Regions from separate parts of the Mus musculus genome. Here all the other regions are linked to region 1. The links are chromatin contacts, called in public HiChIP or PLAC-seq and promoter capture Hi-C maps. All regions are on one chromosome and are shown on one strand. Each heading gives the region's core, a stretch centred on a gene start, on an enhancer-like site or on the middle of the called end of the contact. The rest is flanking DNA. Distances are from core to core; before and after follow the strand shown.

Region 1 (3,460 bases), core at 468-2,967:
TTTGAACTCACAATTCTCTTGTCTTAGCTTCCCAAGTATTGGGGTTAGTATCTCCAGATGGGAGCTGTGCTTCTTTTACTCAATACTCAGTTTCTACAGCTCTGGGAAACCTTTCTGAACACAAGCCCCAAGAGTCTTATCTTCCTGCCCAGGAAGGTTCCAGTGCCGTTGAGTATAACATCTAGAAGGAATTACAAAGAATCCAGAGAGTTCTGGAAGCGGGTTCACAGGCCAGCTCAAAGGCTGCTCCAGAGCTTTCCCCCCCGTTTCTGCCCTACAACTTCCAACGCGCGCGTGCACATGCAGCCCCCCCATCCGACCTTTCCAGGGTCCTCCGGATGCTCATGCCGCCGAGCATCCCTGGAGTCATGCGCAGTTGGCAACAAGCCTTTCCGAGGGTCTATACTCCTCTCGGGAGCCCACTAGCCAACAGTGCCGCGGAAGGAAGCACATGCCATTTCGCACTTACTGAGGTACTGCTTGCTACCGTTCTTATGCCGCTTCATTTATGTGGGCTTCAGCTCCCAAGTCAAATTACAAGCTGCTTGAGGATAAGGGTCGTGCCGTTTACCTCTTGTGATGCCCCCCACAAGGTCCAGAACAGCGCCCAGCACACACCAGGTGCTCAAGAAATGGTAGTTGATGGTGATACTCATGGCTGGAAGTCAGAGGGTGACTGAATCTCCATAGGTGGGTCCACCATCTTCAGCCACTACTGAGAGAGTGCCAAGGTATGTGATATGTCACTCCCCTCCCACACTACTCTAATCCCTGAACTTGCAGCGTTCTGGGGAGGATACTTCATTTCCCAGTACAAGAAGCCATGCTCAGTCTCAAGATACCCTCCCATTAGGTAGTGTTTTTTCCCCCTCAGGATGGAATACTCCCAGAAATCTGAACACAGTCCTTACATACTTCACATAATAAAGTGACTCTGACGAGCCACCAGGAGACCTCTGTGCTGAGAGAGTCAGTGTTTCTCCATTTGTTTTGGGCTTGGGAATGAGCAGGATATACATTAACACCCACGAAGGCTTGACAAGAAGTCAATGGGATTACTCATAGGCACTAGGCGTTCATACCTACCATGCTCTTACCTCGATCAGGGATAAAGACTAAGAAACAAACACCCTTTAAACCCACAACACTGGGTCCTACTGCATCTCAGCATGAGATGAACCCAAAGTTTGCACCCAGGCAAAACTGGCCACTCTCCTATTTCTCACCCAGTGTGTGGAATGCTTTTCTAAAATGTGTGTGACAGATTGCCTTGGTCCCATTCCTGTGCCCCTCTAGAGGGTTTTCCTCTTCGGTAGTTAGAAGGCTCTAAGTGATGACACCGTGTCTTAATGATCTCTGACACTCAAACTCACGCCCTCTCCGTCTAAGGCAAGTCGTGGGACCTCAGTGGAGACTCGTGGGACTAAGGAACATCAGAAACTCCTAGCTCCCCTAAGCTGCGACCAGGTTGAAAGGAGCATCTCCAGGGGTGTCTCCGATTTTTTTTTTTTTTTCACAAATAAAAGAACCAAAGGAGTTAGGAACCCAGCCACTGACAGCAGCTGGGAGGATATCCCCACCAGGTTTCCCTTTTACCTAACGCCACCGGCTCGTGACCACTGCTCACCTCGCGGGGCAGTGGCGCTCGGGTAGAGCGACCGCTAGAACTGCAGCAACTTGAGGGAGCTCTGTTCGCAACCAGGACAGCTAGCCGACTGGCTGTGTACACAGTCGCCATGGCAACAGGAAGCCTGCAGGGATTACGGAAGTAGTGTAGGGTGGTGGCGGAATTTAAGCCCACATTTCTCCGTTAAAGATACAGGGAAAGTCAGAGCTGAACAAAGAAGACAGAGATGGAGTCAATTAACCTGGAAGGCTTAGAGTAGCTGTATATGCGAAGCCTGAGTTTGAGTTACGGGGGGAAAAAGGCTATGTATAAACCAGGAAGCGGGGCAGCGAGACTTCCGGTGTCGAGGACTTTGTGGGTACGGTGGCCGCGCAGGCCAGTGAGATTCCGGCTTCGCGTTCTGGGCAGCCTTCAGCGTGAGCCCTTGCCCCGCCCTGGTTAGTGTGAAGCCTGCTGGCCAGGCCTGCGCAGTTGCGGCGGCCGGGGAAGATGGTGGAGGACGGCGCGGAGGAGCTGGAGGACTTGGTGCATTTCTCCGTGTCGGAGTTGCCTAGTCGCGGCTACGGCGTCATGGAGGAGATCCGGCGGCAGGGCAAGCTATGCGACGTGACGCTAAAGGTACCATGGTCTGGGCGGTGGCTGGCTGAGGGGAAAGGGACTGAGCGGGAAGAAAAGGGTGGTGGACAGGGGAAGAGTGGTCCAGCCGACTGTGGGTGGAGAAAGGTTAGAGGGGAACAGAGTAGTAGAGAGCGGTGCCAAGCGCAGAGGGGGAAATGAGGCCAAGTTGGGAGAGTAAAGGGGACAGCCGTTCAGCCATTGGAAGGAAAGATTGAGAGGTGTGCCTCTGACGCCCTAAGAGCAGGAGACATTGGGGTATCCGCCTCCTTTTCTGTCATACAGAAAAGAGAAAATGTTCTTACAGGCAGACCATGGAGGAAGGGGCGGTGGCTGACTCCACATTCCGATGGGTACCACTAAGACATCCTATCTTGTCCTAAAGTCATTTCTTTGGGCTCCTTGAAGTTGGCTGTGCTGTTGTAAATGCTAAGCCTTCTCTTCAGGAGTCATTGCTTGCCCTTGGCGCTTTTAGAATCGGATCTGGAAATCTTTTGATGTGGGCTACTCTCTTCCATGCTGGAAAACAATCTACTGTCACCACCTTAAAAGGTCCTGGAGGCCAGGCTAAAGGACTGTTTGGGGAGAGGGATATTTTTGCCACCTGTTCCCATCCAGCATTCTGGTCTGGTGTCAAGGGCCAGTGCCCCCTGTGCTTTGAGTCGTGCAGGGCTGCACCTTGGTGCCCTGCTGAGCCAGGTAGATCCCTCCAGGTGGGGATACTGCCTGCCTGTGGTTTTTCCTGTTGGACCTTGCCTGGAAGGCTCTTACTGTCTCGGTGTGACACTCCCTCTTCCTGTTTCAAAACAACAGAAAGACACAGACACCTCTTAGACTTTATCTTCTACTGAGTTAAGGAAGCATTGCTTCTCCATGTATTCGAGTCAGACTGGTAGGAATGAATAGGGTGGCTCCTGGGCAGTGGTGGAGCACTCTTTTAATCCCAGCACTTGGGAGGCAGAGGCAAGCAGACCTCATGACCAGCCTGGTCTACAGAGTGAGTTCTAGGACAGCCAGGTCTATGAGAAACCCTGTCTCAAAAAAAAAAAAAAAAAAAAAAAAAGTTGAATGGTTAATGGTTTGGCACTTTAAAAAGCAAAACAAACTGAGGGTGGCTTTGGAGAAAGAACACACTAGCTGTAACCATGGGCACATTACTTAATCTCTTTAAGTTTAAATTTCGAAATGTGAAAATAATTTTTGTTCTTTGTTTTTGGT
Region 2 (3,597 bases), core at 520-3,019, 350 kb before region 1:
GTGCATGCTTCTAAGCCTGGCCTCATCTCCCATGCCAGGCAGGCATCAGCCTGCTCCCTCCCTTCAAACAATACCTCTTTCTCCAGGACCCCTGACCATCCATGCCTCCCAGCAAGTGTGGTTCCTAGACCAGTGTAGCCTGGAAACCTGATAAACCAGATGATGCTCAGGTGTCACCTGAGACTGGATAAAAATCCTTGGATCATCACTCCTTTTACAGATAAAAAGGGAAAAACGTTTTTTTCCTTTTTTTCCTTTCTTTTTTCTTTTTTCTTTCTTCTCTTTCCTTCTCCTCCTTTTCTCCTCCTCCTTCTCCTTCTCCTCCTCCTTCTCCTTCTCCTCCTCCTCCTCTTCCTCCTCCTCCTCCTTCTTCTTCTCCTTCTTCTCCTTCTCTTCCTCCTCCTCTTCTTTCTCCTCCTCTTCTTCCTCCTTCTCCTCTTCCTCCTCCTTCTCTCTTTCCTCCTCCTCCTTCTTTTTTTTTTGGATGAAAGACATTAAGAGATGAGGGACAAGACACCCCAAACCAGGTCCCCAAATACTCACTCATATATGCAGTGGGCCGCAGTCAACACCCATCGGTGGCTGATGAGGGAGCCTCCACAAACATGCTCATTTTGACTCTGCAGACTCACCTGCCAAGGCCACTTCCTCCCTGCAGATAAACTTCCAGGATCTACCTCTGTAATTCTATGGCCGCAAGTGTCTAAAGAGAAATTAAAAGTGAAGCCACTTCTCCACACCTCCATCCCATTTCACACATGGTCAAGGTCATCCTCGGGGAGGGACTCTCTCCAGCCCTCCAAGGGCAGGAGCCGACCTCGGCTCCCCAGCCCGACTAGGTGGCCCTTTGACCTCCCAGACAGGCCTGGCACCAGTAGGAGTACCTGTAAAAAACGGTCCTCCTAGAGAGCTCCTCCTGTTTTCCAAGGTAATTTTGGTTGTGGTCCCTGAAGGAGACCCTGATCCTGGAATCTCAGTCCTGTCTACAGACACCGGAACTCCTGAAGGGTGCGAAATACTCAGGGATTTCAAGCGACTCTGCTGTGCCGGGGCCTCTGGGTCACTCCGGGGTCTCCGGGGCCTCTGGGGCCGGTGCATCACTCCGGAATCTTCCCTGGGTTTGTAAGTACCACCTGAGGAAGAAGCCAACAGGAAAAGCTCAGCTTGAGTGCGGGTGCAGCTGCTGGCTCCTGGGCCGACTGCCCCTACGGCACCAGCACTGTCACCAACGCCAACACCATCACCATGGCCACTCTCGCCCAAGCCAAGTTCCATGAAGCCACACCTCCCCCACTGCTCCCACCAGGACCCCTGTCCCCAGCTAAGGCCTCACTGAACAAAGGCTGAAGAAGCTGAAGCCAGACCAGGAGGGCTAGGAAGCCGCCCCTGTCCGCGCCACAGAAGCCACCCATCCCAGCCTTGGATTCAGGCAATCCTTTTTCTGGTAGTCCCCCGCCCCCACCCCGCAGTAGTGTCTCGTGCAGGTGCCTTCCTGTGGGCAGGACGGCTGTGGTCCTGAGTTAAGCCCGAAGATGTTGGATGCCTCAGTCATCCACTCAAAAGCTAACTGGGTAGCACTGTCTTAGAGACTTTGAAGGTATACTAGATCTTATCAATATTAAATGTAAAGGGGGCGGGAGCACTTGCCTCGCTTGCAGATTCAGACCTGGATTCAGTTCCCAGCACCCACATGTTCCTTATTACACTGGTGGCTCAGAGCCACTCATAACTCCAGTTCGGGGGAATCCCATCTCTCTTCTGACCTGCGACTCCAGGCACACACACACACACACACACACACACACACACAGAGAGAGAGAGAGAGAGAGAGAGAGAGAGAGAGAGAGAGAGAACTCTTACACACGAATTAAGAAATAATAATTTTAAAATTTAATAAAAAGCCTACCCTACCCCAGTCCCAGACAACATAACATCATAATAGTCTGGCCATTTCCCCTTTAATCTCCAGCCCCACCACATGGCTCTTCTGTGACTTTAGGAATGGTTTGATGATTTTTGCCTAGAAACAGTAATCCCTTAGAGGGTTGGAAATGGTGATCTCATAATTAGAGCATTTTTCTGTCATTTGACAGCTGGGAATATTTTATCAAGAGTTTGGATATTAATACATATCCAAAAATAAAGCCCATACCCCAAGCGTAAGAAATGCACAGCTTTGGGAATCAGTGTAAAGCGCCAACGCATGTAGCCACAATCGAGGTCAAGACACAGGATTGTGCCAAAGGTTCAGGAGCCCCTCCGTGTGCCTCCCGGGACACAGCAGGAGGCTGTTCTCCAGTGTTCACACATCGTACTTTCATGTAATTCGCCACTCCGTGTTCTGTAGTACCCAGCCCCAGACCTGCTTCCCCAATACTGTGCTTGAGTCTGGCAAGGCTTTTTTTTTTTTTTTTTTTGCACTTCCTGTATCTTTAAGAGATACTCAAGACCGTGCTTCCTCCTTCTGTCCCTCAGACTTCATGAGCAGAAATCTCAGTATTGTTTGAAGTGTGGAGTCACCTGCAGGCTAGACTCTTTGAATCTTACCCTGTCTTAGTCTTCTGGCTTCTCTATTTCCTGCAAGTTCACAGTGAGAACCGGGTCCCAGCCCTTGGTTAACTAGCCACGTGCTACATTCTCTTTGGAGACACACACTATCTCTGTGGTTTCCTTTTTTAATATTTATTTTTTTATTTTGTGGGATGAGTGTTTTGCCTGCATGTATGGCAGTGCACAGGATATGTGCTTGGTGCCCATAGAGGCCAGAAAAGAGCACGAGATTCCCTGGAATGGAAATTATGGATGCCATATGGGTACTGGGATCTGAACCAGGATGGTCTGCAAGAGCAGCCAGCTCTTAACTGCCGAGCCTTCTCTCCAGCCCCGCCACATGGCTCTTCTGTGACTTTAGGAATGGTTTGATGATTTTGCCTAGAAACACTAATCCTGTAGAGGGTTGAAAATAGTGACCTCATAATTAGAGCATTTTTCTTTCACTTGACGGCTGGGAATATTTTATCAAGAGTTTGGATATTAACACATTTTACGGGTTTTAAAGAATTGCAACTATCATCCCTGCTGTGGTGGAATTAGGAAACTCAGCCACAATATTTTGGACCTTTACCCACTAAGAAATGAGATTCATTCATCCAGGAGTGGTAGCTCACGCTGTAATGCCAACAGTTGGGAGTGAGAGGCAGTAAACAGACTACTTAAGGTCCGCCTGGGCTATGTAGTGAGTTCAAGGCTTCCCCGTGCTAAAAAGCAAGGGCTCACCTCAAATAATAAATAGAGTGGTTTCATTCCCCCACCCTTGTCGACCTTGTGACTTGCTTCTAACTTCACCCATTTAGACTGTCCTGAGAGCCTGGTCCCGCTGGTGGGTGAGTGTCTTCTCAAAAACAAAACAAAAACAAAAACAAAAACAAGAAAACCACTCCCTAACACCATCCAGTATACTGTGTTATGCTTTATAAAGACATCATAAGCCTTAATAGACCATTGCTCTTATTGGAATTCTAGGCTTATGCGCCTTGAGTATGCTTACAGTATTCTCAGCCAACAGATCTCCGTTTCTAAGTGTGTTACTCTGTAAAC
Region 3 (3,622 bases), core at 868-3,367, 400 kb before region 1:
AACTGGCTGCAGAACAGAGCAGGGCGGGGACCTCAGAACTCTGGCCCAGACATTCCTGCCCCACCTTTCCTGCTGCAGTTTGGCTGCATGGGGAGGAGGAGAGACAGGAAAAGGAAGCCGCTAGACACCCAACAGGAGCCATCTTTGCTGGCAGTAAACATAGTGCCTCCCCCCAAACACAGACAAGCAGAGGGTGAGGAGGACAGACTCGGGATCCTCTGGTTCGGCATCTGGTTTCCACTGGCCATGAGAGCCCAGCTGAGGGACTGAGGTGGGCCAAGTGACCTGGGCCTCCCTGACCCTCAACCATGTTTCCAGACATTGATAGACTGGAACGTCTATCCCTATAACCTTGAACTACCCTGGTACCCTGCCCACATTTAGCCGGCTGTCCACAAGAGATCCATCTCAGCCTGATATGTCATAGCTTACCCATCCCTGGTCCTCTCTGAAAAGGAGATCTAACTAGACCAGGACATTTCAGACTCCTGTGGTTGCCCCTCAAAAGAATAAACTGTAGAGAGACGCTTCTCTTGGCATGGATAGACTGGACCTGGGTAGATACGACAGACCCAGATTAGCAGCCACTAACTCTATAGTAGTACCTTTTAGGTCTGTGGTCCCAGAAGGATTTCCACCCCCAGGAAATCACATCACCAGAGGAAAGGGCAGACATTAAACATGGATGGTAAAGGTGGCCCAGGAAGGCTACATCTGGAGTCTGATATAGAAGTCTCCCAGCTAGGAGCTAGAAGCGGTGTCGTGAGTAAAAGGCCAGACACGAGTGTTTGAGAGTATGAGCCAGCAAGAATATTCTCTCTAGCCCTGGGCCCAGCACCCATCCCATAGCCCTCTGGTCAACAACACGGCTTCCTCATACTCTCCCTCCTGCCAACTCTGGGGTCCTGAGTGGCAGGCTGTGCAAACGGTGAATTTGAGGCATGGAAAGTCCAGGAGGGTGTAGAGATACTATCTGTAGATCAGGTGCAGAGCTCAGACCCAGGCCCCTCACTCCCAGCCCTAACAGGCTCACGAGAACTAAGTGGCTCAGAGGTGCTGGGTGACTCACTGAGGTACACCCAGCATTCCTAGTAGGGCCCAGCCTCCCTTCTCACCCCGGGTAGACTTGGTTCAAAAGCTGCAGGGTGAGGCCAAAAAAGTTAAGCTGGGTGCACAGGTGACTCAGCTATTGTCCTTGTGGCCATCTAAACAGTAGCTAGACCTTTCCCTTGCATTCTTGGCCTCTGTCCACACCAGATCGCTCCCAAGCAGGGTCACTGGGGCCTTCCCTGCCCTCACCCAGTTCTGGCCCCTCAGGCCCCTTAAGCCGCACCCTAGCATGGCACTCACTCTGGTATTTCCTGATCTGGAGTGGCATGGACCTTATTTCTGCTTTTCCTGGACTATGCTAGAGGCCCATTAATCAACCTACATGCCCGGTGGGCAGTGGAGAAAGTGCTCCAGGCAAGTGCACAAAACTGTCACACGGGCCCTCCAGTCTTCAGCCCCTTCTCTGCCTCTCTTGCCCTACATGCCTCCCAGTCTCCGCATTAGCTTTTCCCGACTGCATTAGTCAGTTCCAAACTACTCTGCTCCAACATTCGGACATCCGTCTAGGCTCCTCCCAGGCAGGCAACACCACCTTTTCGGCTTCTCTGTCAGCCCTTCCGCCCTGACCAGCCAGGTCACCTGCTCCTGGCAGCCTCTCTCCCTCTGGGTGATAAACTCGCACCTGGGTTCTGGCCTGGACGCAGGGCACGGTGCTCGCGCTCCGCACTGCTGCTAGGGGTTGGACCCCGCGCTGCGTTTAAACCGGAGCCGGGCGGCCACGGGACCGGGAGGAGGAAGCTGAGACCGAAGATGGAGGGCTCGTGACCATGGCAGCGGGAGGAGGAGAGAGCCCCCACCCGCAGCTGAGCTCGTGGGGCAGCGGACCCCGCCCACCGACGCGCGCTCTTACCTGCGCTTTGCGCCGCGGTGCCCCGAGTGGCCGCGCAGCTCCGCGCCGGGCCGCCCTTCCTCTCCGCGCCCCGCCCCGAGGTGTTGTTCGCGCGGGGGCGTCTCCGAGGAGGCGGGGCTCGGCCTCGGAATGTCCCCAAGCCAACAACTCTCTCCCAGAGCCTCTCCCGCCAGACTGCGAAAGCTCCCCTTCGGTCGGTCCGCGAGCTCCCCAGGATCGCACCCTGGCTGTCTTTCGCCTTTTACCTCCCTCTCCAGATCCGAGGACGGCAGGCAGTGCCTGGGGCCACCCCGATTTCCTTACCCACCAACTCTGCCCAGGCTGTAGCTCTGAAATCTTGCCGACCCCCTTTGGGTCACTGGGCACCCCCCCCCCCTCACCCTCACACACCCGCGAAGGAGCCCTGGGTAGATTCGGGAAACTTGTTGCTTAGAGCAGTTGGCCATGATGATCCGAAGACCCTGAACTGGGCATGCTTTGGTAGCAGCTACTGCTGTGTGTAACCTTGAAGGAGGCCCCCTGCATTCATTCCGGGTACAGCCTGAAGCTGGCCAGTTTCCTGTGCCAAAGCCTTCGACCTTGGAAAGAGCAGCGCAGTTCCAAACCAAAGTCTTGGAAGGAGGAGGGACCATGGTTCAAACCTGTAACAAAGAGGCCTGCTGTCCAGCTGCCGGGCTCCCTTTTGGCCAGCAAGCAAGTCACCCCTCCACCTGCAGTGGCACCCGGCCTCTAGGAGCTGCTGACTAGCCTGGCTGAGTTGCTTCTAAGCCTTCCAAGCCTGAGTACAGAGAGAAGCCTGGGGAGGAGACAGCTGTGAAAGAGCAAGGATAGTCCACCTGCCCCCTACCCAAGTTTTGGACAGCCTCCATGCATTCTGCCAGAGAGAAAAGAGACTTCTAAGAGTTTCTCAGAAGGGGCCTGCCAACTTCAGCATCCCTGGCTCCCTTGGGGTGCTTTCTGGTGAGCATTTAAGTTCTGCCAATCTGCCCTACAGTGGCAGGCTCCAAGTTTGTTGCCCAAGAACCCTACCGCGGTTGCTGCTCTTGTTCACTTCCCTGCTCCAATCTTGGTCTCTCCATCGTCAAGAACCCTCCCGAGCCTCTTCTTCCCTCTCCACTCGGCCAAAACATCTCCTTCCTTCCAGCCTTTTCTTTCTTTCTTGTAAATACTTTTTTAAAAGATAAATGTATTACAGGTTCTTTTTTTTTTTTTTCATGTATGATGTGTATGTATATCCATGCAGGAGTGTGTGAGTGTGTGAGTGTGTGTGTGTGTGTGTGTGTGTGTGATGTTTGGCTGTGTCTCCTCTGGTGCTTTTTTTTTTTTTTGAGACAGCCTCTCATAGGCCTTCACCTAACCACATAGACTAGACTGAGTGCCCAGTGAGTACCTGACTGTCCCTGCCTCCCTGTAATGGGATTACAATTGTCTGCCACCACACCTTGCTTTTTCACATGGGTTTTGGGGATCATGCCTACATGCAAGTACTGAACTGAGGTGACACCTCAACCCCAGCTTTGCTGCTTTCAATACTCTCCTGTGTACCCCGCTCCCACCTCCCCTACCCCCGAGGATGCACCATCCCCCAGATACCTACTTCTCTAACCCCTGCCCTCTGCCTGCCTGGGAGGAAGAAAGGGGCATCCCAGCTTCCTTCATGAG

Evidence for each region. Promoter capture Hi-C pulls out the DNA fragments that hold promoters and counts their contacts. HiChIP or PLAC-seq counts read pairs in DNA pulled down with a chosen protein or histone mark.
Region 2: a promoter capture Hi-C map of embryonic stem cells shows a contact between it and region 1. The contact joins the promoter of Prss43 here to the promoter of Kif9 in region 1. A contact is called at or near these places in 6 of 39 promoter capture datasets (cranial neural crest, embryonic stem cells, frontonasal cranial neural crest and 3 more), 3 of 115 datasets of contacts at active chromatin or transcription factors (double positive thymocytes and embryonic stem cells) and 5 of 9 other capture datasets (adipose tissue, embryonic stem cells, liver and 2 more).
Region 3: a contact with region 1 is called in a FOXA1 HiChIP or PLAC-seq map of pancreatic cancer cells. The contact joins the promoter of Tmie here to the promoter of Kif9 in region 1. A contact is called at or near these places in 3 of 39 promoter capture datasets (cranial neural crest, hippocampal neurons and liver), 1 of 484 Hi-C or Micro-C datasets (CD4 T cells), 6 of 115 datasets of contacts at active chromatin or transcription factors (astrocytes, bone marrow-derived macrophages, double positive thymocytes and 3 more) and 3 of 9 other capture datasets (adipose tissue, embryonic stem cells and liver).

Annotation. Positions count from the first base shown.
Region 1 is chr9:110,475,251-110,478,710 of GRCm38.p6, reverse strand. It overlaps Kif9 (kinesin family member 9), which reads right to left and starts at 1,717. Exons shown (of 21, transcript NM_001163569.1): 1 at 1,597-1,717. It overlaps Klhl18 (kelch-like 18), which reads left to right and starts at 2,017. Exons shown (of 10, transcript NM_177771.5): 1 at 2,017-2,245. The coding sequence starts at 2,117.
Region 2 is chr9:110,824,862-110,828,458 of GRCm38.p6, reverse strand. It overlaps Prss43 (protease, serine 43), which reads right to left and starts at 1,769. Exons shown (of 6, transcript NM_199471.1): 1 at 1,334-1,769; 2 at 885-1,133; 3 at 544-703. The coding sequence starts at 1,412.
Region 3 is chr9:110,878,568-110,882,189 of GRCm38.p6, reverse strand. It overlaps Tmie (transmembrane inner ear), which reads left to right and starts at 2,117. Exons shown (of 6, transcript NM_146260.3): 1 at 2,117-2,920. It overlaps Als2cl (ALS2 C-terminal like), which reads right to left and starts at 2,016. Exons shown (of 27, transcript NM_001146059.1): 1 at 1,961-2,016.